4 separate regions of the Mus musculus genome follow, and regions 2, 3 and 4 are each linked to region 1. Evidence: chromatin contacts called from public promoter capture Hi-C data. All regions are on one chromosome and are shown on one strand. The core of a region is the stretch at or near the end of the contact, and the rest is flanking DNA. Distances in the headings are between cores, read along the strand shown.

What was found. Capture Hi-C pulls out chosen DNA fragments and counts their contacts.
Region 2: a contact with region 1 is called in a promoter capture Hi-C map of pancreatic islet. The contact joins the promoter of Ttll4 here to the promoter of Cryba2 in region 1. A contact is called at or near these places in 10 of 39 promoter capture datasets (the SN4741 cell line, cranial neural crest, embryonic stem cells and 6 more), 1 of 115 datasets of contacts at active chromatin or transcription factors (pancreatic cancer cells) and 3 of 9 other capture datasets (adipose tissue, liver and pancreatic islet).
Region 3: a promoter capture Hi-C map of adipose tissue shows a contact between it and region 1. The contact joins the promoter of Retreg2 here to the promoter of Cryba2 in region 1. A contact is called at or near these places in 16 of 39 promoter capture datasets (the 3T3-L1 cell line, 3T3-L1-derived adipocytes, the C10 cell line and 9 more), 13 of 115 datasets of contacts at active chromatin or transcription factors (craniofacial prominence, embryonic basal ganglia, embryonic hindbrain and 6 more) and 3 of 9 other capture datasets (adipose tissue, liver and pancreatic islet).
Region 4: a promoter capture Hi-C map of pancreatic islet shows a contact between it and region 1. The contact joins the promoter of Nhej1 here to the promoter of Cryba2 in region 1. A contact is called at or near these places in 6 of 39 promoter capture datasets (cranial neural crest, embryonic stem cells, frontonasal cranial neural crest and 2 more), 1 of 15 datasets of contacts at CTCF or cohesin (embryonic stem cells), 1 of 484 Hi-C or Micro-C datasets (nephron progenitors), 14 of 115 datasets of contacts at active chromatin or transcription factors (craniofacial prominence, embryonic basal ganglia, embryonic forebrain and 9 more) and 5 of 9 other capture datasets (adipose tissue, embryonic stem cells, liver and 2 more).

What each region holds. Positions count from the first base shown.
Region 1 is chr1:74,891,514-74,898,642 of GRCm38.p6, reverse strand. Cryba2 (crystallin, beta A2) reads left to right here and starts at 5,500. Exons shown (of 5, transcript NM_021541.3): 1 at 5,500-5,566; 2 at 5,752-5,916; 3 at 6,556-6,697. The coding sequence starts at 5,756.
Region 2 is chr1:74,659,370-74,666,455 of GRCm38.p6, reverse strand. It overlaps Ttll4 (tubulin tyrosine ligase-like family, member 4), which reads right to left and starts at 4,754. Exons shown (of 20, transcript NM_001014974.2): 1 at 4,567-4,754.
Region 3 is chr1:75,141,253-75,148,585 of GRCm38.p6, reverse strand. It overlaps Retreg2 (reticulophagy regulator family member 2), which reads right to left and starts at 5,800. Exons shown (of 9, transcript NM_170755.2): 1 at 5,458-5,800; 2 at 5,111-5,217; 3 at 4,633-4,663; 4 at 4,147-4,282; 5 at 3,880-3,964; 6 at 3,483-3,626; 7 at 3,233-3,327; 8 at 2,771-2,906; 9 at 677-2,156. The coding sequence starts at 5,723. The coding sequence ends at 1,531. Cnppd1 (cyclin Pas1/PHO80 domain containing 1) reads left to right here and starts at 5,875. Exons shown (of 10, transcript NM_026977.3): 1 at 5,875-5,943; 2 at 6,026-6,528; 3 at 7,083-7,170. The coding sequence starts at 7,102.
Region 4 is chr1:75,123,169-75,130,230 of GRCm38.p6, reverse strand. Nhej1 (non-homologous end joining factor 1) reads left to right here and starts at 5,005. Exons shown (of 9, transcript NM_029342.4): 1 at 5,005-5,095. Slc23a3 (solute carrier family 23 (nucleobase transporters), member 3) reads left to right here. Exons shown (of 12, transcript NM_194333.3): 8 at 580-833; 9 at 1,222-1,327; 10 at 1,591-1,758; 11 at 3,794-3,889; 12 at 4,213-4,690. The coding sequence ends at 4,502.

The DNA.
Region 1 (7,129 bases), core at 4,251-6,750:
CTGAGAAAGAGAGGTCTTAGAACAGGGGCCAAAGGTAGAGAGTGTAGCTCAGAGCCTAGTCAGGTACAGAGCAGAGGGGAGCCACTCTGGGAAGGGCAGGCAGAGGAAGCAACAGAACAGGCAGCAAGACCTAGGGGAACTGGAGGCAGAGACAATCAGAGAGAGAGAGAGAGAGAGAGAGAGAGAGAGAGATGGGGGTGAGGGGGGGGCGTCTTGTGAAAGAACAGGAGATGGGAGTTAGAGATCCAGTACACAGACGAGTGGTGGAGGGAGAAGAAATTGGGGTGGGGAACCGACCCCAAGGGAGGATAGAGGGGGGCTACAGATGGCAAACTCCAGTGAACACTCTCCTCCCGTAAGAAGCCAGGAGATGGGAAGGAGCAGGGCTCACACCTGCAGTCCCTGGACAGAGGCTGGTTTGACTCCATCTTTCCCGTCAGGTCACTGCTGAGTAACTGCCCCGCCCCCACCCACTCGGGAGCATCTGGCTCAGCCTTGGAACCTCTGGGCTCCCGGGAGGCCTCTCAGGGTCTGTGTGAGAATGGAGAGACAGGGGAGTGGGGGCTCACATCCAGGTGCTAATCCCTGTGCAGCCAGGGTAGTACCAGGGCCTCAGTGACCTTCTTGGAGATTAATCCCCATGGAGACAGGGCAGCTCGCCCCCTCACTCTCTGCCTAGGCCAGGTGGGTAGCTAGCCAGAGGCAGGGCAGGTGGGGCAAGCCAGGAGCAGGCTGGGGAGGGAAGAGAGCCTTCCTCAGACCATGGTAGGGTCAAAGGCAGGCATGGCTGAGAGGCCCCCTCCAACAACCAGCGTAGTTTACAGGTTTAAAGAAAACAAACAAAAAACAAAAAAACAAAAAAACAAAAAAAAAAAAAAAACAAAAACAAATAAAACCCTGAGGCCCCAAGCAGCGGATGGGGTGGGGTGAGGGCAGGCAGAGGCCACTTATGAAGCCATGAAAATCAGAGGAACCAGAAGGTGGATCTTCAGCCCTACCCCTCCATCTTTGTTTGCTTCTTGACACCCTAGGCCTGAGCAAGAAAAGGGGAACTTTGAAACACCTCCCCTGACCCTGTCAAACTTGAGTGGCAGAGTGGCTTCTGGGAGACAGAGGGGCCATAAGTGAAAAATGGTCTATGCTAAGTGCTCTCCTGGGAAGCCAGGAGGCAGGATCAGGTTAGAAAAGGAGGCTGAGGATCCCAGGGTTGTGCTTCCTGCCTTGACCCCACCCCATCCCAGAGGAAGTGGGGAGAACCCCCCAGACGAAGGCATCCATAACCTGAAAATATACCAACAGTAACTGCTACCATCTGTTGTGTGGTGTGTATATCGCATGGGTGGTTCTGTGTTTTAAATACATTTAAATCTTCACTGGAGTCAAGACAATGATTCCCATTTTACAGAGGAGAAAATGCAAAGATAAAGCGGAGACTCGGCCCCACTTTTAAACAGCTGAGCTGGGCTCCAGAGCCCTCCTAACCTCCAGTACCTAACCGAGTGATGCCAGGGACGGGGGGGGGGGGGGCATGTGTGCCTGTCAACGCTCATGAGGGTGTGCTCCAGTGTGAGCCCTCCCCAGTGCTTGGCACATGATATAAGGGACTGGACAAATGTCTCTTCACCAATGAGGTGTCTGTTGAGTCCCGAGACAGGGCAGCTAACCGATCAAGTTGGTGGGATCTCGCCCATGTACCTGTTACCGAGGATGACTCTACCCACACATGGCTGTGGACCTGTGTGCACGTGTCCTCTCCCTGACAACCTAGAAGAGTCTAGTAGCGGCTGCCCGCGTGTCTAGGCGAGTGCACGGTGAAAGCTGCCTCTCACCTCTCTGGATGGGGGAGTCTATCTGTTCTCCAGCTTTACTGAGGGACAGAGAAGATGGTGGGATAATGGGTCTATGGGGGTGGGGCTCCCCCATCTGCACAATGAACTGAGTTATCTCTGTCTCCTGGGAGACAAGGCTTGTACAGCCCCAGGGAAGGAGCTCACCAGCCTGTTCTAGACCCGGACTAGGGTGGGGACAAGAGGAACCAGGCTGCACAGGAGAGGCTGCCCGTGGGACTGGGGGGGGGGGGTGAGGGCACACACAGAATTTGCATTTTCAGCCCAGAAGGCCCTGGGTAATTTCCCTGTGAAATGAGGGGAAGGGGTGGGATCAGAGGACTCTGGGGAGAGGACCTTAGCCACCAGCACCTCAGAACTGCCCGAGAGTACAGAGAAGTACGGCTCTTCATGGAGTGGGACTTTATTTAGGGGCGGTGACTTTTCCTGAGATGGAGATGTGAGCAGGAACTCAGATAGGTGAAATGTGAGAGTCTTACAGAAGCCTAGAGGTTTCTTATGGATCTAAGGGTTGGTGTGGAATGAGTGTTTTCTTACAATCATGGGGTGGGGTAGGCGAAGTAGAATGGGGTGGAGATGCGGATAAGGCCTTTGGACTTATGGGGTTTGTATGTCAGAGATCCCCCCATATGAGATGATTACCTCAGTGGGGGCCACAGTGGAAACTGTTATGAGATCCTGGTGAGGTCTCCAGGCGATTTGGGGGTATAGGTCTGAGGTTGCTGCCCCTGCCCCGCCTATTCCCTGAATGTCAAATCTGTGGATGTGGAGGAGGTGAAAGGGATGGTACTGAGCTGGCAAACAAAGCCACCTGGGCATCCATCCTTCAGGAAGCTCTAAGCTCAACTGATCTGGGAAAGCAAACAGGAACCAGCTGCTGGGGGTAGGAGGGGGGCATGAGGGGAGACCAGGGGCTGGAATTAAACCAGCCTGGTGGAGAAAGGAAGCTAATGGAAAGAGTGGATATCCAGCACAGGGAAAGAATCTCTTAGTCCTGCTCTGGTAAGCCAGGGTGTAGGGGCTGCCTGGGGGCCTCTTGTCCTTTGTCCATTATTAGTGTCTTCCCTTTCTTGGTCTCTGAGGCTTGGGGTGGGGTCAGGAGATATGGTCCTCAGTTGCTGTAGGTGGAAGCAGTAGGTGTAATGGTAGACAGGTATAGACAGATATGCCTTTTCACTGGTTGCAGATAGAACTAAAAGCCATGGATGGGTACTGAGACCTATATATTCTCCTGATGAGGAAACGCAGGTACAGACAGTGCGGGAAAGACTGGCTGCTGCCACGAGGAGAATTTCCAACTGGAAAGGGTAGCCTTCTGGTATAAATCACCACCCCTAAACCCAAGTGACACCTAGTGTTAAGGAGTCATTTTCCCTCTACCTGCAGTGAACACACATCTCTGCCGAATACTGGCCAACACATAAACTGGAAGTTGCCCCCGCACACCTCAGGCTCAGCTCCTGATAAACATGACAAACACAGCCCCACAGTCACCAACAGCACAGATGTACAGCCTGTTGTCAACACCACAGCCTCCTCTCCCCCCCCCCCCCCCCTCTCTCTCTCTCTCTCTCTCACACACACACACACACACACACTGCCCACACACTGGCTTTCTGGTTAGAGGAGACTGGCCCCGCCCCCTAGTGGCCACCTCTATAATTGTCGGATGGAGGGAGAAGCAGCGAGAGGTCTTCTGTTTTGGTTTGTTTGTTTGTTTGTTTTGCCTAATCTTCCTTTCTGTTTCAGCCAGGACTTGTGAGGCAGAACAGCAGCTAGAATAGTAAGCATCCAAGATTGGCTGTTGCCCTGTATGGAGTCTGGGTTTTCCCCTATGTTCTGGGGAAAATTACAGCTCTTTCATTTTTAGCTAGCTCTCTCTAGGATAGACAAGCGGCTAAAAGCTAATTCTGGCTCCTCCCTCAATCAAACCTCCTCAGGTTTGCCCCATTTTCCATCCATGTGTGCCTGGCTTGGGTTATAGACTATTCAAGTTTGTAGGTGTGAATCTCAACAGCCATTTCTCACCAGTGAATGGAGAGGCCTAAGGGAGGAGCTGCCTGCCCCTTCCCACCTCCAGCCCCAAACTTCAGAAATGGAATTAGTGGGATGGGAAAACCATCATCCCCACCCCACTGGAGACTTTCTTATACACTTCTTCTCGGTCAACATTTGGCCCACAATTGACCATCTTGTTAATCCACCCCAGCTTTATCGGGTTCCTACTCTGTATCCAGCACCGTGCTAGGTTTGAGGATAGCTGGGAACAAGGCAGACACAGCTCCTACCCTTTTGTGTAGGGCTTACAGTCTAGTAGAGGAGGCACCAGTGCATTCATATACTAGGAGGAAGAGATCTTGAGACTGATAAAGGCTAAAGAGAAAAACGTACTCGATGGGTGGTGTTTTGTGGCTGGTACCATCTACAGAGTAGCAGAGGAGCTAGCCACACCAAGAATGTGTGGTTAAAACATCCCAGGGAAATCGAAGGGCAAAAGCAAAGGCTCTCGGCCAGCCACGGATGGGTTTAGCAGTTGGTAGAAGGAAGGTGCCAGAGGTTAAGCTTCCGGGAGTTGAGGTAGGGGGTCTGGCAACAGAACAAAAGGCCTCCTGGATGTTCTTAACTATGAAAGTGGCTAGGTGTGGATTTGAAGAAAGCCCCACACCCTGCTGGGCTTCAATTTTTATGTTTGTGTGTGCAAACTGAACCCACCAGGCTGCTGAGTCTATAGAGGAGGCACTTGGCAAACAGGAGTAACAAAATATTTCCCACCCACCTCCTTCCCTCTTCTGCTGGGTTAGCCTCTCTCGTTGTTAAGGATCTGTAATCAGCCTGCCTTCTAAATGACAGCTAAAAGGGCGAGGAGACCTCCTTTGGGGTCCCTAGCCTTTTCTGTCCCATCTCCCCACCTCCCCACTGCTGCAGATTCTGGTGCCTCGGTGGTCCCCGAGAGGGTGGGGGAAGACTGAGAGCCACTTCTATCTAGGACAGTTGAACCCTCTCTTGGCACTTGTATTCTTAAAATCCAGGAAAAAAACAAAAACAAAAACAAAACCCAAAAAACCAAACCAAACCAAACCAAAACCCATGCTAGCGCTCCCGGGTGCTTTTCAGTGTTTAGTGCCGCCTGGCGGCGAGGCCTGGTCTTGACCTCAGTGCCAGAGAAGACTCCTTGGAAAGCTCCGCTCAGGAAGAAAAGGGTAACAGCGAACAGGTCCTGAGGGCCTTGGCGCAGCGTCCTTAGAGAAGGGTCTTCTCTTCCTCCTCCCTAGTGTCCCCCAAAAGCAAGATCTTCACCTAGAGAGTTTTGACTTTGGAAAGAACTGTGCTGGCCAGGCTTACGCAGTCTTAGAAAAGGCTAAACCGTACGCTTACGGTCACGCCTGAGTGTCTGTGCCAGGGATTGCTTGTTCTGCCCCTAGGCTAGGAGTCTCTACCAGGCTTAGACCACAGTGAAAGAAAGCGCAGAGTCAGCCTGGGCTCCGGCAGACACGATGTGCGCCTCAGCACTTTCCGTTGTCATGCATGCGGGCTGGGACCAGATCGGTGACTCCGCTGCCTATGCAGACCAGAGCTGGCCAAAGCCTGCCAGCTGACTCAGCTTGCACACCCCACCCGGATTCCACAGGGAGAGGCAGCCAGACATGACTATAAAGCAGCGAACACCAGGCTCGCGCGCAGCCTCTCCATTTTCCGTCGGTGCGGTGCTCACTCACTCGGTGAGTACTGGGGGGAGAGGGAGTAACAAGGGAACCTCCCCTCACGCCCACCCGCTCCGCACAGCGGCAGCCTGTGTCCGGATCCAGACCCTAGATTCCTCACACCCTACTGGGGATGGGCAGGCTTAGGCTAAGTAGAGTGTTCCCGAGAAGTTAGCCCATGATCTTGCCCTTCTTATCTGCAGCGACATGAGCAGCGCCCCCGCGCCGGGCTCGGCGCCCGTTTGCCTCACACTCTGGGATGAGGAGGACTTCCAGGGTCGTCGCTGCCGGCTACTGAGCGACTGTGCCAACGTCTGTGAGCGGGGAGCCCTGCGCAGGGTGCGCTCAGTCAAGGTGGAAAACGGCGCGTGAGTGATCCTGCTGTGGCTAATGGGCCAATTTAGGGGTTTTCTGGCTTCTCTCCCTTCCACCCTAGCCAAAGTCAGAGCCCGGAACTTCAACCTTCACTCCAGTGCGCCGTAGACAGACTCATCAAGGAGAGAAATCTTTGTCCTCTCCAGTACTCCCAACCCCTCCCCAAGACAAAGGCAAGAAGCAATCGTGGGGCCGCCCTGAAACCTCCACGTTTTCTTTGTGCAGGTGGCTTTGTGGAGACAGATCCTTTGTGCTCTGCCCATCTGGGTATCCTAGAAGCCAGGTTGGGGTCCTGAAGATAGCAGAGGCTCCTTTGCCACTATAGCAGTACAGAGAACGGTTGGCTGCCTATGCAGTCACATAAAACCCAGAAGGAAGTCACTGGTTCGGCGATCTTATTAACCTGAAACATTCCTTCTAACCGCGGGCGATAAACGGGAAACCTGGGCCTTTCTAGCTCAGGTTTGGGGCTTTCAGTTTCCAGAGGAGCTGGGTCTATCTGAGGAATGGTTTAGCGTTGGAGAAATAGTTTGAGTCCCCGGATATTTTCAACCTTAGCAAACAGGGTGATGATGGGGGAGAGGGAGACTGAGCAGATGTTTCCCAGTTCCTCTTCTCTTTTTTTTTTTCAGATGGGTGGCCTTCGAGTACCCCGACTTCCAGGGACAGCAGTTCATTCTAGAGAAGGGAGACTATCCTTGCTGGAGTGCCTGGAGCGGAAGCAGTGGCCACCACAGCAACCAATTGCTGTCCTTCAGGCCAGTGCTCTGTGCGGTGAGCACAGCCAACTCCTCCCCCCCCCCCCCCCCCACACACACACACGCGCGCGCGCGCACACACACACACACCCCAACCTCTGATCTCCTGCCACCAAGCTCCAGGTCCCAACCAAAGTGAGTTGCTTTGAAATACCTACCCACCCACCACCACCCCATGATGTATGAATAAACTCTTGGGTGGGTGGTAGTGGCATTTGTGGACCTATCCCTGCATCAGCACCACGGACAGCACCAAAGACCAGCGGGTTCTGAGCATGCTGGGGTCCTTCTGTTTCAATCCACCACAGGTGTGTAAGGATGTCACACAGCCCTGGAAGGCTGACATGGCTACTGTTGGCCCTATGCACAGTCTCAGAAAATGCAGTTCAGAGGCTTATACTTGTGTGTGTGTGTGTGTGTGTGTGTGTGTGTGTGTGTGTGTGTGTGT
Region 2 (7,086 bases), core at 3,505-6,004, 230 kb after region 1:
ACCCAGTATGGGGGCTGGGAAGTGGAGGCAGGTCCTCTCCACTTAAAGTTATAAGCTTTCAGCCACTTAGCCATCTCTTTAGGCCTAGGCAAATGGATTTCTGAAAGATACACAGAGCAAGGTCAAACTCCAGCTTTAAAGAAAGGGAAGGTGAAATCTCGGGCAGTTTGAAGGGGCACAGTGCAGCAAGGCAAAAAAAAAAAAAAAAAAAAGTAAAGCAAGAGAGATCTAGGTTATCACAGCCACACCAGAGGGTAACACTACTCTTAGGCCTCCTTAGAATCCAACAAGTGAAACCAGTTAAAAGCTTTATGGCCACGTGACTAGCTCATCTGGAGCTTTGATTTTTATCAGTCTCCACAGGCACCTCCTTCCTCAGGTGAACAGGGGTTCTCAACGAGTGGTTCACAGAACCTGAGGGGGCCCTGGGACTCTTCCAGAGGTTGTGTTAGGTCACACTGTTTATATACCAGAAAATAAAAGGGCATTAGCCTTTTCCACTGTGCTGACGTGTCCATTGGTGGTGTAAGAAAAGTATCAACGAGGAAAGCCACTGGTACCCAGGCCCAACTTAAGACAATGGCAGCGTCCATTCTTCCACAGGATGGTTTAACTGGCCACACAGTGAAAGAATGCTAATTTTACTGCATAGCATGAAGATATTTTAAAGTTTTACAACAATTTTCTATGTGACAAGATGAGAGGTAGGGTCTGAGGATCTAGCTCTCATACAGCACTTGCCCAGTAAAATGCAAACTAGCTTCAATCCCCAGCACCGAGGTGGATGAGGAAATACACACGCTAGACGTACTAGCGGAGCACAGTGGCCCGAGCCTGTAATCCTAGCACTTCCAATACAGAGAGACACAGTTCAGCGTTATTCCCAACCACAAGGTGAGTTCCAGGACAGCTTGGACGACGAGACCCTTATCTCAAATGAAACAAAACACTATTAAAGCTCCTTCAAGACAACTGTCTCGAGGCAAAGCACCCGTGTGAATCAACTGTCAGAGTTTTTTATGGAACACCATGTTTACTTGAAAGAGAAAAGCTGACCTAAGTGATGGAGTCCTTCAGACTTTGGTATCTGGCAAACATTTCTGGAGAATGAAACAAAGCCTGTCACTTCAAGTAAAACAGCTGACAGTACTTGCTGCCAATGAGAACATCTCAACGTCCAAGAGAAAATCGGAATTTTGGCAAAACAGTATCTGCCACTCAAAGAGTAACTGCTTTTCTAGAAATTGTAATGCTAATACAAATATGGCTTTTTATTTTACTTTATATAAAATTTTAACATCCATTTATCCATTTCTGTGTTCGTGGGAGTGTCACAGTATCATTGTGGAAGCCAGAGGACAAACTCTCATGATTCTTCTCTCCATTACGTGGGTTCCAAAGCCTGACCTTAGATCATGAAGCTTGGCACCAAGTTCAGCTGATGAGCCAGGTACTTTAGTTATCTTCAGGCTACATATTGACCTCAAATGTATGGGCCCTCTTAACTCAGCCTCCCAAATGCTGGGATTAACTGGCCTAGTGGTACCATCACGTTGTATAGGAAGCACTGACAGCACTCAGAGCTGAATAACTCAGTTAGTGCCTACCACATGATGTCACAGAGTCAGAAATGCATACAAGCCCACCGGGATGGTGGTCTACACCAGTAGTAATCCCATACTTGTGAGACTGATGCAGGAGAATCTTAAAATTCTAGAAAGTTCTGGGCTACTCAGTGAAACCTCAACTCTATGGAAGAAAATAACAAAGATCTACCAGCCAAGCTGATCCTTCTTTTATATGATACCAAAGTACAATACCTACAAACCCCTTCGAACATTTTAGGCCCTCTTGTAACCATCTAAGGCTAAATTATCTTCTTTTTAATATTTCTGTTGTTTTATGTATATAAGTATTTTGTCTGCATGTATGTCTGTGCACAACAGGATGCAATACCCAAAGAGGCCAGAAAACTATAAACAGCAGTGAGCTTGGTTTTCTGGAGGAACAGCCAGCACTCTTAACCACTCCAGCCCCTAAATCTTAACTCAAAAACAAACATCAAAATTCAGTGAATGCAGAAATATGTATGAAAATCCAGTTATCTTCTCTTTTTTTAAAGATTTATTTATTTATTATATGTAAGTACACTGTAGCTGTCTTCAGACACCATAAGAGGGAAACAGTTCTCGTTACAGATGGTTGTGAGTCACCATGTGGTTGCTGGGATTTGAACTCGGGACCTTTGGAAAAGCAGTCAGTGAGTGCTCTTAACCGCTGAGCCATCTCTCCAACCATTATCTTCTCTTAATATACAATAAAAACCACACCCAATTCTATTCTTCTCAAAAACATTTTCATTTAAAATCATTTATACTAACCATAATGTGTTAATAATAGATCTATTAATTTTTCCCACGTGGAGTAATAATTCAGTTCCTTGAGATATACCTTCTACATTTAAAAAAATCAGTACTGTGTAATATTGGAACTAGCCTGTAATCCCAGCACTGGAGAGGCAGAAATAGGTGGAGTAAAGGCAACGCCTGTTTTATAGAGGTTTTTTTTCCCCTCTATTTCTCAACCTCAATAAAGGTCTTCCTTTAACTGGCTTTTTTTCTGCGGTTCTCTGCTGTCATCTGTTGTATTCAGATTTCCCCTGCCTTTTAATTCTTAAACTGGCAGGGAAAATGAATCAATCAAGAACCCTAAACTGCATCATTTCTAGACTCTATCACTTGGTTCTAGCCAGAAATCTTTCTTGACCAACCTATCCGTCACCCACCCCTTCTATACTCTTACACACAACCCTGATGCTATTTCCCTGCTTTTTTATCTTTACAAAGAATATACTCATCTCTTCCCCTAAGAATTTTAAAAAGTGTGTATTCTCAAGCTGGACTAAGAAACTGCCAGGACTACATAGAGTCTGTCTCAAAAAACAAACAAACAACAAGAAACTATTGCTGGGATTACATAGGTGGTAACACAGAGCTTTAATCCCAGCGTTCAGGAGGCAGAGGAAGCTGGATCTCTGAGTTCGAGGTCTACAGAGAATGTTCCAGGTCAGTCAGGGCTACACAGAGAAACTCTGTCTAGAAAAACAAAACAAAACAAAACAAAAGAAGAAAGTAAGAAGAGAAAAAGAGCAAACGAACTTACTAAATACTTTTGCTCATGTTTTACTTAAAATAAGTTTTAAAATCCCATGGTCCCACAAAACCTTCCAGGCCTGAGACTTTTAATTTGGTGGTAGTGATTGACTGTCTAGAATGTGTAACTCCCAAGGTTCAATCCCTAGGACCTTAAAAAGATGGGAAGGGCAGGGCAGGCAGAGGCAGGTGCATCTCTGAGTTCAAGATCTATCGAGTGAGTTCCAGACAGCCAGGGCTGCACAGAGAAACCCTGTCTCAAAAACAAAAACAAACAAACAAAAAAACTAAAGTCACTTGGAAACTACAAGTCAGGAAATAGATTCATTTTAAGTTAAGTCTTGGGCCCTAATAAGCCCAGCTCACAGAATGGCTCCCAACAAACACAACTGAGCTCGGACCTCTGTTCAGGCCATGCTGTATCTTTCTAAAGCTACTTTGTAACTTGAATATCTTCCCACTTCTTCACTCCCTGAGAACATTTGATAACTTTCAGGGCCAGGCTTAGAGTCTAATCAGTAAATCGCTAGTAACTTTCCAGACAATAAAGGGAATAGTTTTTATGCAAATAATCTCAGTATTGCAACAATTGAAGGCATAGGATCCAACGGTACCTGCTCTTAAAGGCTCCTCCAGATTACTGCTGATTGGCCAAATCAACAGGCGCTGAAATTGAGATTCGGAATATTCAAAATGACTCCATAAAGGAAGGGTTTCAAATGCTGATTAAAACATTTCCAAGATTCAGAACCGGAATGTAAAGACTGAAGGTGGGGTGACGTATTTTTCCAAACAAATCGCGGTTAAGCGCTTCACTTCTACCACAGCACATACATCAGTATGGCAAATGCTTTCTTGATTAAAAATCTCTTGTTCTATAAACTCTCGAAAACACGTTTGTCTTGCTCACCAATGTACCCTCCCTAGGAACCTTACATAGTGGCTTCACTCGTTACCTACTTGTCGATGTTTATAAAAGCTGTAAATTATTAAATGAAAAAAAATGGCTGGATAAATGAGTTAAATTAGGATCTCAGCTTCTGGAATGTAGGAAAGTGTGTATGGATAACTCAGAGTGGGGTCAGGAAAAAGCAGGCCCTGAAAAGAGCCGGGATTTCAACCCAAGCCAGAATTTAAACCGCAGCGCGGCGGGAAAGAGGACACGCTGAAACCAGGACCGAGAAGGGTGTGGGGCTCGGGCCGCCCGAGGAGAAGCCAACGAAGTTCTCCCCGCGTGGAGGCTGCCGAGGAGGACTCGAGAGAGGGCCCGGGAGGAGGCCCCGGTCTCCGACTCACCAGAGAAAGGCGAGGTGGCGAACCGGAAGCGGGGTTGGGGGCCGGTGCCAAGGGCTGGGGCCGAGGCACGCGGGAACGGCCGGCCGGGGTCGGACACCAGCTCTGCGACCACACTCACCTACGGTACCCTACTTCGCCGCGACTGGACGCCGGCTCCGCGCCGCTTCTTCGCTGCGCCTGCTGGGCGAGCGGGCGACCTCAGGTGTCCCTAGCAACCAAGCTCCGCCACGCGACCCACGCTCTGCCGCTTTCTGTCCCACACAGAGCGCGCCCCCAGCGGACAGATCTAAGGCCAGAAAGGAATGGGAGGGGGAGGGCCCGAGGCAAGCGCGCCGAATCCCAGCCCTTGTGCAGCCTAGAGAATGGGGGGGGGGGGGGGGGGAGAAGGAGGGACTTGGGGGGAGGGAGAGAGAAAGTGCAAGGAATTTGCGCACGCGCAAACTTGTCGACACGGTGGAACTCTTGCGAGCGGAATTCTGGGAACTGTAGTCCTGCAAGTAAAGGCTCCGTTCTGGGAATCCACGATTCATTCTACCTAACCACTATGGACTCTGACCATACAGCGCCAAGACTCTATTAAAGAATTCCTACCAAAATTCCATGAGTTTGAGGCAAGTAAGAGGAAGTGGCTCAAGGCACTTTAACTCTCTCCCACTCACCTTTCCCTAAATCCAAACACGGAGCGGGACGAGACAAAGCAAGACATAACTACAACTACCAGTTTTATGGGCTTCGAGTGAGAACTTTACCTAAGTGTGAGTCCTTTCATAATCTCTCCACGCAGAATAGATCCCCCTGTTTCAGATGTCGCTGGATCTATTAAATTTAGAGAACTATAAAGTCAGCTGGATGGCAAAAGGAGCTTTCTCAAACAGGCTATGATAATTAACGATATAACTAACCTGATGAGGCCTGGGCACCGGTTGTGCACTTCTTTAACCCCACCATTCGGTAGGCTGAGGCAGGTGGATCTCTGAGTATGAGGACAGCCTGGTCTGCAGAGTGAGTTCAGATCAGCTAGGGCTATGCAGAGAAAAACTAGCCTGGTGAAAACAATTTGAACTTAGTAGCAAAATACTTAAGCAACAGTCATTGACAGATGTTGAACTATGAAAGGGTTACTTATCAATTTTAGATCAGGAAATCTAGGGCAATTATCTAGTTTGTCTCCTGATGAGATTTGGATTACACAGCAATATTTATAAAGTATGGCTTATTTTACAAAATGTTAAATTTTAACAATTTAAAAGCTGAATCTAATCAAGCATTGACTCTAACTTCAGTATACAGGATATAGAGGAAAACAATTGAGTAATGCTATAGAATCAGATAAATTCAGAATTTTAACCAATATACAGTATAAATGAACTTTCTTAGACAAAATGGGAGTGCTGGAGCTGAAGAAAAATGTTGGGAGCCGCGCCCACATTCGCCGTTACAAGATGGCGCTGACAGCTGTGTTCTAAGTGGTAAACAAATAATCTGCGCATGTGCCAAGGGTATCTTATGACTACTTGTGCTCTGCCTTCCCCGTGACGTCAACTCGGCCGATGGGCTGCAGCCAATCAGGGAGTGACACGTCCTAGGCGAAGGAGAATTCTCCTTAATAGGGACGGGGTTTCGTTTTCTCTCTCTCTTGCTTCTTGCTCTCTTGCTTCTTGCTCTCTTGCTTCTTACACTCTTGCTCCTGAAGATGTAAGCAATAAAGTTTTGCCGCAGAAGATTCTGGTCTGTGGTGTTCTTCCTGGCCGGGCGTGAGAACGCGTCTAATAACAATTGGTGCCGAATTCCGGGACGAGAAAAAACTCGGGACTGGCGCAAGGAAGATCCCTCATTCCAGAACCAGAACTGCGGGTCGCGGTAATAAAGGTTCCCGTAAAGCAGACTGTTAAGAAGGATTCAACTGTATGAATTCAGAACTTTTCAGCTGGGGAACGAGAGTACCAGTGAGTATAGCTTTACGAGGTAAGCCTGGCCTTGAACTTTCTAAGGAAATTCAAGACAGTCTATCAGAAGTAAAGTGGAAAATGGCTTTACAAGTTATGTTTGGCCTTGAATTTTTTCTAGTGTTAGAAGCCCTTTTGTTCCTTTTCACATGTTATCAAGTGGTTAAGGCAGGGCGGATTCTAGATGAAATTCAGGACAAGCTATCAGAAGTAAAGTGGGGAGAGAGAGTAGGAGCAAAGAGAAAATATGGTACACAAAATAAGTATACAGGCCTTTCCAAGGGTCTTGAACCCGAGGAAAAGTTAAGGTTAGGTAGGAATACCTGGAGAGAGATTAGAAGAAAAAGAGGAAAAAGGGAAAAGAAGAAAGATCAATTAGCGGAGGTCTCTAGGAAAAGGAGCCTGTGCTCATCGCTGGATGGGCTCGGGGAGCCAGCTCTTAGTAGCTCTGAAGCAGATGAAGAATTCTCCTCTGAGGAAACAGACTGGGAGGAAGAAGCAGCTCATTATGAGAAAAAAGGGTACCAGCCAGGTAAAGTGCTAGCTAATCAGTTAAGGAAGCCAAAAGCGGCTGGCGAAGGCCAGTTTGCTGATTGGCCTCAGGGCAGTCGGCTTCAAGGTCCGCCCTATGCGGAGCCCCCGCCCTGCGTAGTGCGTCAGCAATGCGCAGAGAGGCAATGCGCAGAGAGATG
Region 3 (7,333 bases), core at 4,551-7,050, 250 kb before region 1:
ACAAATGTGAGCTACTATTGTTCAGTAATAAGACAATTCATTTTAAAAGTTGATGAACAGCCCCATGTTAAACACTAGTATATAAAAATCACATAGATAAGCTAGGGGGTGGTGCACACCTTTAATCCCAGCACTCTGGAGGCAGAGGCAGGCAGATCTGTGTTTCAGGCCAGTCAGAACTACACGGAGAGATCCTGTCTCTGAAATAAATAAATAAATAAATAAATAAATAAATAAATAAATAAATAAGAACAGTGCCAAGAACATATACTTTTAAAAAATCTTGGATACTAGTCTCTTGGCCTTTAACCAGTTTATATAAATATTTAACCAACTTATATAACCACTGCTGGTTAGTTGTCCTACTACAGACAATTAAGATTGAGTTGTGAGCATGTAGATACATGACTTACAGAAACAGTATTAAAGGCACGGTTATCATGACTCCATGTCCCACTGACTGGGAAGACAGGGCAATTTCCTCCTGCATGTAATGTATTCACACATGCTAAATCTCACTTTGTATGACCGAGAAGCAGGTAGGGTTGTCAGGATAATCCCTGCCTCTGGCTGTTTACAAGGAAAATAGCCAAGAGAGGCAGTGCTGGGTGAGGAGGGGACAGAGTGCAGTATGGGAGGTGGCTCACAGGGAGACAAGCAGGCAGACAGGCAGCAGTTCTAGCCAATCAACAGTTTATTTTTCCAGTTAACACCTACACAGATCTTACTATCCACTTTACACCCTAGCAGGGAGTCTCAACTGTGGTCCAGACGAGTAGGTTCTGTTCTTCTCCCCTAATACAGAAGGGAAGTCCCTCGCCTCCAAAAGAGAAGAGAACATGCCATCCTCAGTGCTGGCAAAGTGCTAGGGGACCCTGCTGTCCTGCATCATGAGTGCTGAGCTGGACAAGGGTACAGTGTAGGTTCAAGGCGACAGTGACCCAAGCACAGCACTGCTGGCCTGACACCACCCAGTTCCCTCAGAAGAGAACCTGCCCTAAAGCTTGGCCAGTGCCTGTGGGAAGGAGGAGTTGGCAAAGAGTGGGGGTCACGCTGCAAAGGACAGGAGACAGCAGGGAAATAAAGCCAACGGGAGTGTGGGACAGTAGAGAAAATTATAAAGTGCCTCAACTAAACAACCAAGTGGGACACGAGGGTGGAGCAGCACAGGTCCCTGAGGATAGGAAGAAAAAGAAAAGGTCGACCACCAGGGCTTAGGACACAGTAGAATGACAAGGGATGAGGCAGGGAAGCAACTGCAGGCTACGGAAGGATGCCCCTAGCCTTCATCACATCCACTAACTCAGATGGAAAAGTATTTACAGACATAAAACCAATCCTAGGCACAGGTACTATACCAGGTCCCAGGACAGCAGGCAGGCAGGCAGGCAGGCAGGCAGAGTGGGCTGGCTTCCATCTGACAGCCAGCTTTTCCACATAGTGCCTCTCCCCAGAGTGACAGGGAGAGGAGAAAATGTGACATGCCTAGTTAGGAAGCCCTAGTATGCCTGCAGCTCATTCTGCCATGGCTCATGGCTCAACCTCTGCATGAGCCTCTTGGTCTGACTGTACCAGGGAATGGCTGTCTGCCCCCAGGGGAGGAGGAGGCAGAACATCAGGGGGCTTTGGAGGCATCTCTGGTCCCAAGCCCAGCTCTGCATTCAGTTGCTCCAGCTCCCCCTGATCCAGCAACTCAAAGTCCTCAGTTGTGAGTGCCTCTTCCTCCTCAGGAGCAGCCAGGGGTTGAGGTGAGTCCTGGGGAAGGGATGGGAGCACAGAGGGAGAGAGGGGGGTAACTGGACCACTTTCAGCAAGGCAAAGTTGGGGTGAGAGGGTGCTGGATGGAGCCATTAGGTCACCACTCACTGCCTCTGGGCTCAGGGTCTTCACTGGTGCACCAGGAGGGCATTTCACTCCATCTTGGGGGGACCCTGCCCCATTGAAGTGCGTATTCACAAAGTGAAGAGGGGATGAGAGCTGAAGCAAGGCTTCCTTGTCTGCAGCCCCCTCCTCTTCGGTGTCCAAAGCTTGCTTTGAGAGGGCTGGAGGCGCACTTAGCAGGTCTTCAGGAGAGGCCAGCTCTGTCTCTTCCCCCTCCCCCAGCTCTCGGTTCAGAGCCTCTTCTGGCTCACTTGGCAGGCTCTGCTGGTCCAAATCTGTGCAGAGAATAGAGGGTTAAGAATGAGCTCTTTTCTCTAACTGGCCACAAAAGTCAGTAAGTTCATGTACATAACTTGGGAGGCCAGGCCCTGTGGCACATATCTATTGTAATCCCAGCATTTGGAAGGTGTAGGGAGGAGGGACCAGGAGTTCTGGTCATCTTCTGCTACAAAGAGAGTTCGAAGCAAGCCTAGACTAAGAGCCTTTCTCAAAAAGCAAAGCAGAGCTGAAGAGATGGCTTAGTGGTTAAGAGCACTTGCTGCTCCTGCAGAGGACCCAGGTTCAATTCCCAGCACCTATATGGTGGCTCACAACCAACCGCAACTCCAGTTCCAGGGGATCAGATGCCCTCGTCTGACTTCTGCAGGCACCAGGCATGCATATGGTGTACACACATTATGCAGGCCAAATACTCATACACATAAAATAAAAAGATCTAAAAATACTACAAAGCAAAGCAAGAGGATGGAACTAAGGTTCTTGGGTGCTTAGGGTAGAATTAGAGAATACAGGAACTCAGGAAGCATTTTTGGAACTCAGAGAACACAGCTGTCAACAACCCAGTATTGGGGAGCAGGAAGATAAAAGAGAGGCAAAAGACTGCTCATACCTTCAGAAACATCTGTCAGTTGTGGAGTGGTGGCCCGAGATACAGAGAAACCGCCGCTCTCTAAGATAGAGGCCTCCTCATCTGACAGCTCAGAGTCTGTAATAGCCAAGGCCAGGGCTGTTTTCTTCACATCCACCTGCAAGAGAACCAGGATGAATCCAACATACTGGGATAAGCACACTTTACCCCCAAGCCTTCTGGTTCCCAACTACTTGAGAACTGGTAGCTCTAACTCTAAAGCAGACACATTCTTGACCCCTTTGCCTTTTTCATTTTTTTTTTTTTTGGACATAGGAGGTCTTATGTGGTCCAGGCTGATGTCAAGCTCATAACAAAAACCAGGCTGATTTTGAATTCTTGATCCTTCTGCTTCCTCCTCTCAAATAGGATTACATGTGTGCACCACAATACCCAACTTCCCTTCGGCCTTCTATTTGACATCCCATCTTCCCTGGACCTCACCACTGGAGAGAAGCCAGCCAACTCTGCCTCGCTTTCACTCTCTGTTTCCGCCAGTGGCTCATCTCCTGCTGGGGGTGCACTCTTCCCTTGGCGCTCTAGAGAAGGGCAATCAGGCAATAATGAGCGGAGATAACGGTGGTGACAAATATGGCTAAGGAAGTAGAAATGATTTCAATTCCAGGACACACCATGAGCCATACACTACAGGTTCTCCCTGCCTCTCCCCATCCAGGTTAAGAGAATCCCTTACTTCTCTTGTCATGTTTGTGGTGCAGGGCATCAGCTTCAGCTTTCATGCTGTAGTCCAGCTGCATGAGCAAGGGCTCCAGGCGAGTATACATCCTCTGGATCAACTCGTGATAGACCACCAGGGGCCACAGCAGGATACTCAGCACTACGGGTTAAGAAAGTGCACTCAGAGCTCAGTTGGCCACTTTCTCAGGAGCCTTCATCCAAACTGTCCCCTGAACAGGTAGGTCTGAACAAAGACGGGATCCTTTCTCAAGGCAGTGATACCCTCTTCCCCCATCTGCTATCCTCCTCCCAGGTGAGTAACTAACAAAGAAAACACAGTCTTTCCTTTGGGTCAACCCAGGAAAAGAAGACTAGACAGGGCTTTGGAAAGAGCAGGAATGAGCTCCACTCACAGACAATGTAGGAAATCATAACTCCCGGAACATAGTGTCCCAACACAGCCAGCACAGCACAGGCAGCGCAGCCCCGAGCGCAGAACTGCAGGGAAGAGCACAGGAGCAGTGAAGAACACAGGCTTACACCATGTGCACAGTCACCAGGGGAGAAACTATTCATGTGGTGGAAAAAAATGGGAACCAGTTGAGGAAATTTACAACAGTCACTGCACGCGTCACTCTCTCCCAGCCCGACTCCTGCAACCATTTCAGGATGGGGTTTACCTGAGCTGGATTCTGCCTCTTGTACTGCAACAGCTCTTGCAGGTGAATCTGGAAGGTGAGCCAGCTCTCAGCCAGGTATCTGCACAACTCGGGCACACTCAGCAGGTGCGGCTGGGCGCCTGACCCCGCACCCTCACTGGGGAGACATGACATGACCCCTGGAGGCCTCAGAAACCAGCTAAGACACTCAAGTCACTTTGAGACTGCTGATGAGATCTCACTCTGGAGGCCCCACCTCCCCCAAAGGAAGGCATCCTCATCCTGGGATGTAAATTCCCAGGGTACTCAACCCTCTACCTCCACGGGAGAAGGAACACAGCGTTTGCATACAAAGAAGCCTAGAGCCAGGCATACTTTTGCTTGCTGTAAGTCCCTTCATTACACTGGGCCTATGCCTGCACAAGCCACAGCCCTGCTCCTCTTTGAGCTGAGCACAGCAAGCAGACCACATTTGGGCATCTTCTTTAAAAGGTGGCCTATACTCACCTGTCAGAGTGTGGTTCTTCAGGGGGTGGTGCTATGGAGAAAAGGGTGTGGGGTAAGTTAAGAATACAAGAAGCACTTAGAGACAGATCCAAAGTCAGAAAGAGCTGCCTCTCTTTAACATTCTTGGTCTCAATTTTTCAGTAATCCCTCTGTCTCTCGCTTCCAGGCCTGAACCACTATGTGAAGTCCAGAGCATTCCCTTTACCCACCAACTACAAGGTGTACGATATGCTGTTTCTGAACCCAGCTTTAAATGCTATATAGTTTTGACTACTAAACTCACAAGAACATTAATTTTGGAAAAGAAACAATTCTCATTTCAGGCAATTTTCTTAAAAAAAAAAAAAAAAAAAAAAAAAACGATGGAAGGGCATACAGGATGCCTTAGGAGATAAATGGCCTTCCTGTGCCTCCCCTCAAGTAGCAGGGTGATGCACGGAGCAGGTGCATACAGTGCATGTGGAATGAAGAAACTCACCTGAAACGTCAGGGAGAAAGCGAGGATGCCAGAGATCCAGTAGAAAATAGGTCAAAAGTGAGATGCTGAGCAGGAAGAAGGGCCGGAGGGACGACGAAGACAACAACCTTAGGGAGACAGGCATCTCAGTTGAGGCTCCCAAATCCATCGAAAATCACAGAAAGACCCATGGATGGGGAGATGGCCCTCTAAGCCTCACCCAGTCACTAAGAGACTAAAAAATGGGGCCACCTGGTGCAGGATCACCGCCCCAGACGCTGACAGCCCTCCAAGGGAGGGAGCACCCGGTCCTCCCGCCCCCGCTCTCCCGCGCAGCCCGGCCCCGCCCCCTCCTCCGTGGCCGTTACCAGAAGAGGCCGTTGAGTGTGGCCGCCGTGACCAGGCTGTGCAGCGGCTTCTCCCAAACCAGCAGTCGCTGTGCGGCCGCCAGCACCGCCTCCCAGCCGCGGAGCCGCAGCCACAGGGACGTAGCTAAACGTCCCACTGCCTCGGCTGCGGCCGCCTCCTCCTCCGCGTCGCCAGTGGCCTCACCCATGCCGAGGCTCAGCCCCAGGCCCAGGCCCAGCCCCGAGGTGCCACCCGCGCCGGTGTTACCGCCACCGCTGCTCGCCATCACCGCGCCGCAGCCGCTGCCCGAGCCCGCGAGGAGCCAGGGCTGCGCGGCCGCCGCCGGGGGCGCGTCAGACGGAAGGGGGCGCACGCACGGGCGAGCAAAAAAACCTGCGGTCAAGCGTCACGTGATGAAGCGCGATGCCACGTGACGTGCCCTAACAGCCCGGATGGGACGCCCGCGCGTGCGCGTTGGCCGCTGTCGTGATCCTGCACCCACGAAGGTGTGCTTCCAGGGTGCTGGAGGGGTGATCCGGGGCGGGCGTTGAGGCTGCGAGGCCTGAGGTCTTCTCCCGGTGTTTACAGGGCGGCTGGAGACCTCTTTGTCGCGTGAGGCACTGCCCAGAGGCAGTGAGTGGGCTTTCAGGCCCCCAGGATCTTGACTACAATCTGCTTGGGATCGGGAAGGGCGGTGCCATCCCCATTACTCAACCCTCTTCGCCTCCAGTCCCCTCCCCTCAGCGGATAAACAAACACCAGCGCGTGACTTTAATGACTTCAAAGCAGCTTCACCAACTTCGAAAAGTTGTTTCTTCCTTCTTGGAGCGTCGGCCCTCTCTCTTCCCAAAATCTCTCAGCCGCAAATTGTGTGGAAGGAGTGTTTGGAAATAAAACATCCAGGCGCTGTTTGCTTTGGGGAGACCTGTTTAACATCGTACATTGAGGCTTTATATCTTTTGAGATCATTTAATTGCTGGAGTAACCATACAGAATACAGTATGTATTCGAGTGTTACAGTTTCAAACTTCTAAGGGGCATAAAGATTCAACAGATTCCCTCCCACCTTGTTCACAGTTCTCCCACCTACGGTAAGTTTCTTGTTCATCTTTCCTGGGCATTGCTGATTGAGTGCGTCTTCCCTAAAACCCAGGAAACAACTCGCCGCGTTGCCTTTGTGTTAGGCTCGTTACTATCTGTACCACGACTACAAAGCCTGGTCAGCGCGTTCACCCTTGGTGTGTCGCGGTCCCCTGGGAACCGTATTACAATTGCCCCCGGTGCTCATAGCTCCGGAGACCCGGAGCTCTCAGGTTGGGCAAGGCAGGAGGCACTTCCTGCCGGGCGCGCAGACTCGTCGGTGACACTCACTCCCGCAGCTTATAAACGCCTAGCGAACGCGGCACGGGCTGAGAACACTGCTGGCCCTCGTACCTCCTGGTTCGCCTGGTGAGCGCCGCGCCTGTCGTCGGGCGCCGGGAGGCCCAGTCGCACGCGGAACAGGAAGAGGCGTCCCACGGCCGCCTGCGAGAAGGGAGGAGGCTGCGCGCAGTCGGGCGGTGGCCCTTTCGGGAGAGGTGGGCCAACGGGTGAGCACGGCTCTGGGGTCACTTACGATTCCTTCCCTTTCCCTCCACCTTCGCAGGGTGGCGGCTGACAGTGCGATGGACCTGACTGGGCTCCTGCTGGACGAAGAAGGCGCCTTCTCCCTCACCGGTTTCCAAGACTTCATGGTGAGAGGTCCGCCTGTTCTCTGCCTCTGGGAGTCAGAACTCCCAGGCGTTCTCCTCCAGACCCGAGCGGAATGGGAGCTCTCTTACTTGTTATGCCCTGGAGTGGGCTATTGTTGAGAGCAATGCCACTTGGGCCTGAAGGCAAAGCCTCAGGTTATAAGAG
Region 4 (7,062 bases), core at 3,756-6,255, 230 kb before region 1:
TCCATAGACTTCTCCCAGCTCTTATTCCTCCTCCCCCTTTATTTTGAGACAGGATCTCACATAGCCTTGGTCGGTCTTGAACTTGCAATGTAGTCAAGGATGGCTTTAAACTCCAGGTCCTCCTGCCTGTACCTAGCAAGTGTTGTAATTACAGGGGTGAATCACCACACCCGACTAGGAGAAATACTCTTGAAGAAGTGAGACGAGATGTAAGAGATGGAGAGAGGGGCAGCTAGTTGGATAGAAGGCAGGAGTCAGAGTGTTCTAGGTAAACAGCAGATGCAAAGGCCCTGTGGTTACCAGGAACACAGCAAATCCAGGGCCTAAGGCAAGGGTAAAGTGTTTGAAGTAAGATGGACTCTGATAGGAAATGAGGCTATGAACAGAACTTCAGACCAAAGATGACCTGTAGATAGATAGTGAAGAGAAGGGTCTCTCTCCTAGAGTGGAGTGGTTTTGCCTCCACAGTACTATCTTGAAATCTAGAACATCTGGGATTCTTGTGGTACAGGCATTTAGAGGCAGAGGGATGCTCCAGGCTTGAGTCTGGTCTCCAGGTGACTCCTTTTCCTTCCTCAGGTGAGTGGGAATGGCCCTTGCTGACACCCAGGGCCCTGGCTGCAGGCATCTCCATGGCTTTGGCAGCCTCCACCAGCTCCTTGGGTTGCTATGCTCTGTGTGGCCAGCTGCTGCGTTTGTCTCCTCCGCCACCTCATGCCTGCAGTCGAGGGCTGAGCCTGGAGGGGCTGGGCAGTGTGCTGGCAGGGCTGCTGGGGAGCCCCCTGGGCACTGCATCCAGCTTCCCCAACGTAGGCACAGTGAGTCTTTTTCAGGTACGTGGATCTGAGACAGGACTGGGGAATTGAAGGTACAGGGGCTGGAACTCACAGATTGATGGCCAGCTGGGCTAGGTTCGGAGAAACAGGAAATTGCCATGTTAGGTGCATCAGGAGCTCTGCCAAGGCTCAGCAGAGTGACAAGTTAGAGAAAGCACCGTTCTTTTGGAAACTTCATTTAAAAAGGAGGTATATGGCATGACTTGAGGGAGTAAATACTATCATGAAAGCAGTGGTGTATGGGTTGAGTCAAAGAGGTACCTTTGATAGAGTGTCGAGGATACTTAGAAGGTTCTTGTTTAAGCTGGGATACAAAGGATGAGGAGTGGACCAGGCAAAGAGGTGGCTGTGTTCGTTTTCTAGTGTTTTTTCTTCCTCCATACAGACTGGCTCTCGGAGAGTGGCCCACCTAGTGGGGTTGTTCTGCATGGGGCTTGGGCTCTCCCCAAGGCTGGCTCAGCTATTTACCAGCATCCCACTGCCTGTGCTTGGTGAGTAAATAGGTGGGAAGGCAAGCCCTGGAATACTACTTCCCCCAGTATGACTCAACCAGTTGGCGAGGCTGAAGCTGCCTTTTCTAAATAGATTCTTGGAATGGACATGAACATATGATCTTGTTTTCTTAGCTGAACCGAGTCTCTTGGAGAATCAGAAACAAGCCTGTGGGTAGTATTTCCTCATTACAACCCACCTGTCCTACAAAGCCTGAACTTTGTCCTCTTCCCACCTCCTTGTTTTCTTTTGTATGATACAGGTGGGGTACTGGGAGTGACCCAGGCTGTAGTTCTGTCTGCTGGATTCTCCAGCTTTCACCTGGCTGACATTGACTCTGGGCGAAATGTCTTCATCGTGGGCTTCTCCATCTTCATGGCCTTGCTTTTGCCAAGGTGGCTCAGGGAAGCCCCAGTCCTGCTCAACACAGGTAGGCTGGGTGGAGGGAAAGGAGTCTCTCAGTAGTGGAGCTGAGGTTTAGGCTCTCTGGATTCTTGGTCTCACAGTGGGATTTTGCGTGTACTCCATTCAGTTATTTAACAAACATCCATTGAGCACTGTGCTAAGTGCATGCCCTGGTGCTGTTGCTGTGGTAAAACACTCAGATTAAAAGCATTTTAGGGGAGGGAATGTTTTATTCAGTCAACAATTCCAGGTCACGGTCTATCATTGAGGCAAGCCATGACAGGAACTCAGGACAGAATCTTGAAGGCAGGCCTGCTTGCGAAGCCACACAGCTCGGCCTCCAAACAAGCTCACTTCACAGCCAAAGAAGTACAGCAGGAACCATGGAGGACACTGCTTGCCGGCTGGTTCACATGCAGCTAACTTCCTTCCTTCCTTCCTTCCTTCCTTTTTTCTTTTTTTTTTTTTGGTTTTTCGAGACAGGGTTTCTTTGTGTAGACCGGGCTGTCCTGCAACTTACTTTGTAGACCAGGCTGGCCTTGAACTCAGAAATCTGCCTGCCTCTGCCTCCCAAGTGCTGGGATTAAAGGCGTGCGCCAGCATGCCCGGCCGCTAACTTTCTAATATACTTCAAGACCACCTGTTAAAGGAATGATACTGCCTATGGTGGGCCAGACCCTACTAAGTCAATTACCAGTAAAGACAATCTACTGCAGATGTGCTCAGTAACCAGTCTATGTAGGTAATTCCCCAATTGAGACTCTCCTCTCAGATGACCTACATGGTGACAAGTTGACAGTTAAAGCTAACTAATTACAAAACCCTTCCCCCCACAAACACATTAAAAGAAAACATGTAACTAGGTCAGGGCACAAAAGTCCTTCTAGGTTGGGCAGTGGTGGTGCACTCCCAGAACTCCAGAGGCAAAGGCAGGTGGATCTTTGTGAGTTTGAGGCCAGCCTGGTCTACAGAGTGAGTTCTAGGATAAGTAGGGACACACAGAGAAACTCTGTCTCAACAAACAAACAAACAAACAAACAACAACAAAACAACAACAAAAGAAAGAAAAGAAATATCTAATCCTAGCACAGGGGAAGCAGGTGGAGTCTCTGTGAGTTTGAGGCCAGATGCTTACACAGTGAGTTCCAGGTCATTCAGGGTTACATAGTGAGATCCTGACAAAACAATACAAAATAACAAAGGCCTGTAGTAGTCAATGACAGGAGGAGCCTCTACCTGAGCTGCTGAGGTGTTCCAACAGAACTGGACTGGTCTTTGAGGATGCATGTTTGTCAAAAGGCCACTTCTCTGTGTGAGACGGGGCCTCATTTTGGAACTTAGGCTGGCTTCAAAATCTTGGCAATCTTCCTGCTTCCTTTCAAGTCTTAGGATTATAGATGTATGCCATATGCACAGTTAATAAGGTCATGCTTGATCACGCTTCCATCATATGCAAAGATAAAAGATAGGATTATAGGATAGAAATAGCATATGCTGAAAGCCTATTTATTTTATCTAGAGCCTATTTTATCTAGAGCAGTGGTTTTCAACTGGGGGGTGATTTTTGCTCCATGGGGAACATTTAGCAATGTCTGGAGATGCTTCTTGGATGTCATAAATGGGAAGAAAGAGTATTGTTATTGGGATTCAGTGTTTAGAGAGGTTATTAAACATTCTTTGATGCAGTGGACAGCTCCTTATAACCAAATTATCTGGTCCAAAGTGTTAGTAGGACTGAAACTGAGAGGCCCAGGGTAGAGCAGAGAAAGTCAGAAGTGGGAGAGACTAGGGCTTTGTAATGTCACACTTCCCAGAAGGGAGCTTGGGACAAAGGGTACCTGGAGGGAATGTGGGTGCTTAGAAAACATGGTGCTGAGAAAGGAATCTGGGCAGGGCCTGAGTGTGGGGAATGGAGTGTGTAGAGGGAAAAGGTAGATGGGATGGAATGGCAGCCTAGTGAGATGTGTCCCTGGTTTGAGATGCAGTTTACGTCTGAAAGGGAAGACTCATTGCCTGGGACAGTATCAGTTACCTTCCTGCCTGGCCCCAACCCTTTGTAGGCTGGAGCCCCCTGGATATGTTTCTTCGTTCTTTGCTGGCAGAACCCATTTTCTTAGCTGGTCTACTGGGCTTTCTCCTAGAAAACACTATATCTGGTAAGTTGAGACCAGGTCCCAGGGGAGTGGCTAGGTAGTCACTACTCCCTAGGTTGGGCAGGGCAGTGACCTTTACTTATTTTTCACTTAAAAAAAAAACCTTAATTTTCATTTTAAATTATGCATATGTGTGTATGTGTGTCTTTGGATATTTGCATTCATAAAATGTAGAGATCAGTGATGGTAGATCCTCCCAGACCTGGAGATTCGGGCAGTTGTGAGCCATCCGGCATGGGTGCTGGGACTTGGAACTTGGGTCCTCTGTAAGAGCAGTACCAGCTCCTAAGAGCTATCTCTCCATCCTGATCACCCCTCTTTTACAGGTACACGGGCTGAGAGAGGCTTAGGTCAGAGGCTGCCAACTTCTTTCACTGCCCAAGAAATTCAAATGCTTCAGCAATCCAGGAGGAAAGCTGCTCAAGAGTATGGGCTTCCTTTACCCATCAGAAACCTGTGTTCCTGCATCCCACAGCCTCTCCACTGCCTCTGTCCAATGCCTGAAGACTCTGGGGATGAAGGAGGATCCTCTAAAACAGGAGAGAGAGCCGACTTGTTGCCTAACTCTGGGGAATCGTACTCCACAGCTAGCAGAGAAGGGGTTAGGTCCCAGTAATCATCAAGACCACCATTTTTGTCTTAGTTTAGCAGTAACTGCCACCTTGCTGGAGTCTGTATACTTTGTCCCAGTGGAGGTGGATGTGGCCCACTTGCAAAATGGGCTGCCTTTCCTCCTCTTAAGACTTGAGCAGAGGCCATGGTTTAGCGGGTTGGAACTGAATAAATGAGATTTCTGCCTGTAAACTGTCAAGGCTTCTTGAATGAACTCTAGCATTCAAATATTTACTCTTTGCCATGAGCAAGGTCCTACATCCACGGATATGAATACGACAGGGTCCCTGCCCTCTCCCTGCATTTAAGATTTAAATAAGTAACTAAAATGTAAAGCAGATAAAAAAAAGATGAAGAGGCAAGAGAGAAGTAGTATTTCGTTTCAACTTAGGGCAACAGGAAAGGAATTAGGAAAGCAGCAGAGTTGCGAGTGGCGTTAACAAGTGAGGTTCGGGCCCCGCCCACCAGGGCCCTGGCTCCGCCCACACCCAAGACCCCGCCTTCCTGAGTGTGTTGTGTGTGGGGGGGTGGCCTCTCAGTTTGCGCACCAGGACAGGCCCGCCTTGAGGAGGGTGGGAGTTCCCGCAGCCGTTGACGGTAGGTGGGGTTGGTTTCGTGTCGGCGCCGAGATCTGGGTCTGTCCGGACGCCGAAAAGCAAAGATAAACTCGTGCAGTGGCCCCTGACCCGGGCGCTTTTTCCCAGAAGGGACCGCGCGCAGCCCGACTTTGGACCTCCCGGAGTGGGCGGACCTGCGCACGCGCAGTCCGTTTTCGGCCTCTGCCTTTTAGTGTGTCGTGTGAAGCCCCTCCTTAGCAGGCTTCGTGTTTGGCCCGCTGGGATGAATTAGTTTTGTTCCCCTTTGGGGCCCTGAGCCGTAACTGTGTGCAGCGGATGCTGTAAAAATGAGAGGCGGGCGACAAAGTTCTAGCGGGGGTTGGGGGGGCAGATGGACGCCTAGGGCGCTCGAGGGCGGGGCGTGTGACCTTTGGCGGCAGGGCCTAAGGTTTGCCCTCTTTGGTGGCACAGGGCGTGGGCTCGACAGATGGTCTGTAGGACCTTACTGCCCCCTGCAGGGTATTTTAGGAACTATCCCTGGGAGAGGAACCCGAGTGGTAGAATGTCGTGCAACTTCACAGTCTCTCCTTTAAAAGACAAATTAAACCCGCGAGGTTGGTTAACGTGATCATGGAAGACCAATTTGCGGAGTGTGGGGCGGGGAGTCAAACCCCAGAGGACTTAGATTCCTTCTCCCTCCATGCTGTGAACAGTCTCAGGCCCCAGTCCGTTCTACCACTTTGTTTTGTTTTGAAAGTCTCTTGCTATGTTGTCCAGGTTGGCTTCCAAATCAAGATCCTCCTGCCTCAGCCTCCTGTGTGCTAGGATTACAGGCATGCCCCATCATGCCTGACTCACTGAGTTATACTTACCTCAAGACCAGGCTGAGTGGTAGGAGCAGCCAGACTGGATGTTTAGACATTTTTATAGGGCCAGCTGTCCCTGGCCACATTAAAACAGCTTCCTCCCATTCAGACAAAACCATCGACTTGTGGGTTTTGACCTTCGGAACCAGTTAGGCCAATAAGCTCAATTTTGGTGAGTTTCAGAGTGCATGCCAGGATGTGCCTATAAGGGAAATTAGAGGGTTTGGCAACTTCATTTGTATGTCTAATCTTTCCCAGTGTAAACTCTTGCCCAGTGAAGACTCTTTAATCATTCTGAGACCAGTTTATCCTGTTGGAACAGCCCAGGATACAAATAACCATCTCCACACACAGCGTTTCAAGGTGGCTGCAAATAACCACCATATATGTAGTCCTGTGTCACTTGAAATGGCCAGATGTTTTTTGACAACTGTGTTGTTAGGCAATTTTAGCCCATATAGATATCACACAATGCATGTACTTGAACCAAGATGGCAGTAATATCACTAGGCTCTATGCTCTCTCGGGGTCCCTGTCATGTATGTAGTCTTTCTGAGATATACATTTGTATTCCACGTGTTAATTGTAGTGCAAACTAGTGAGTGACATGAGACAAGTGGTTTGAAAGCTAGGAAGATGACGGCTTAGACCAAGCTGAAATGACTGTTACTCAGATTTAAACAGAAATTCTATTATTTTCTTTGTAGTCTAAGCATTTACCTCTTGGCACTTCCTTTCCTTTTGTTATTTATGGATGGAAATAATGAAATTATATGACTTTTTGTATCCACAGGAAAAGTAAATTCTGTCAAGATTTAGTTGCTATATATTCAACTAGGCTGAGGATACAGCTTTCATCTGGTTGTTGGGAAATGAATTTAGGACCTTTGCTCCCTCCGATCAGCCCTGCTGGCTCAGTCCCTGATGGCTCCAGCCTAAATATTTTTCTTCTTATTATAAATAAGCTGTCTTCAGATACACCAGAAGGGGGTGTCAGATCTCATTGAGGGTGGTTGTGAGCCACCATGTGGTTGCTGGGATTTGAACTCAGAACTTTTGGAAGATCAATCAGTGCTCTTACCCGCTGAGCCATCTTGCCAGCCCAGATATAGCATTCTCTATTGAGGTAAAAATATTGGTC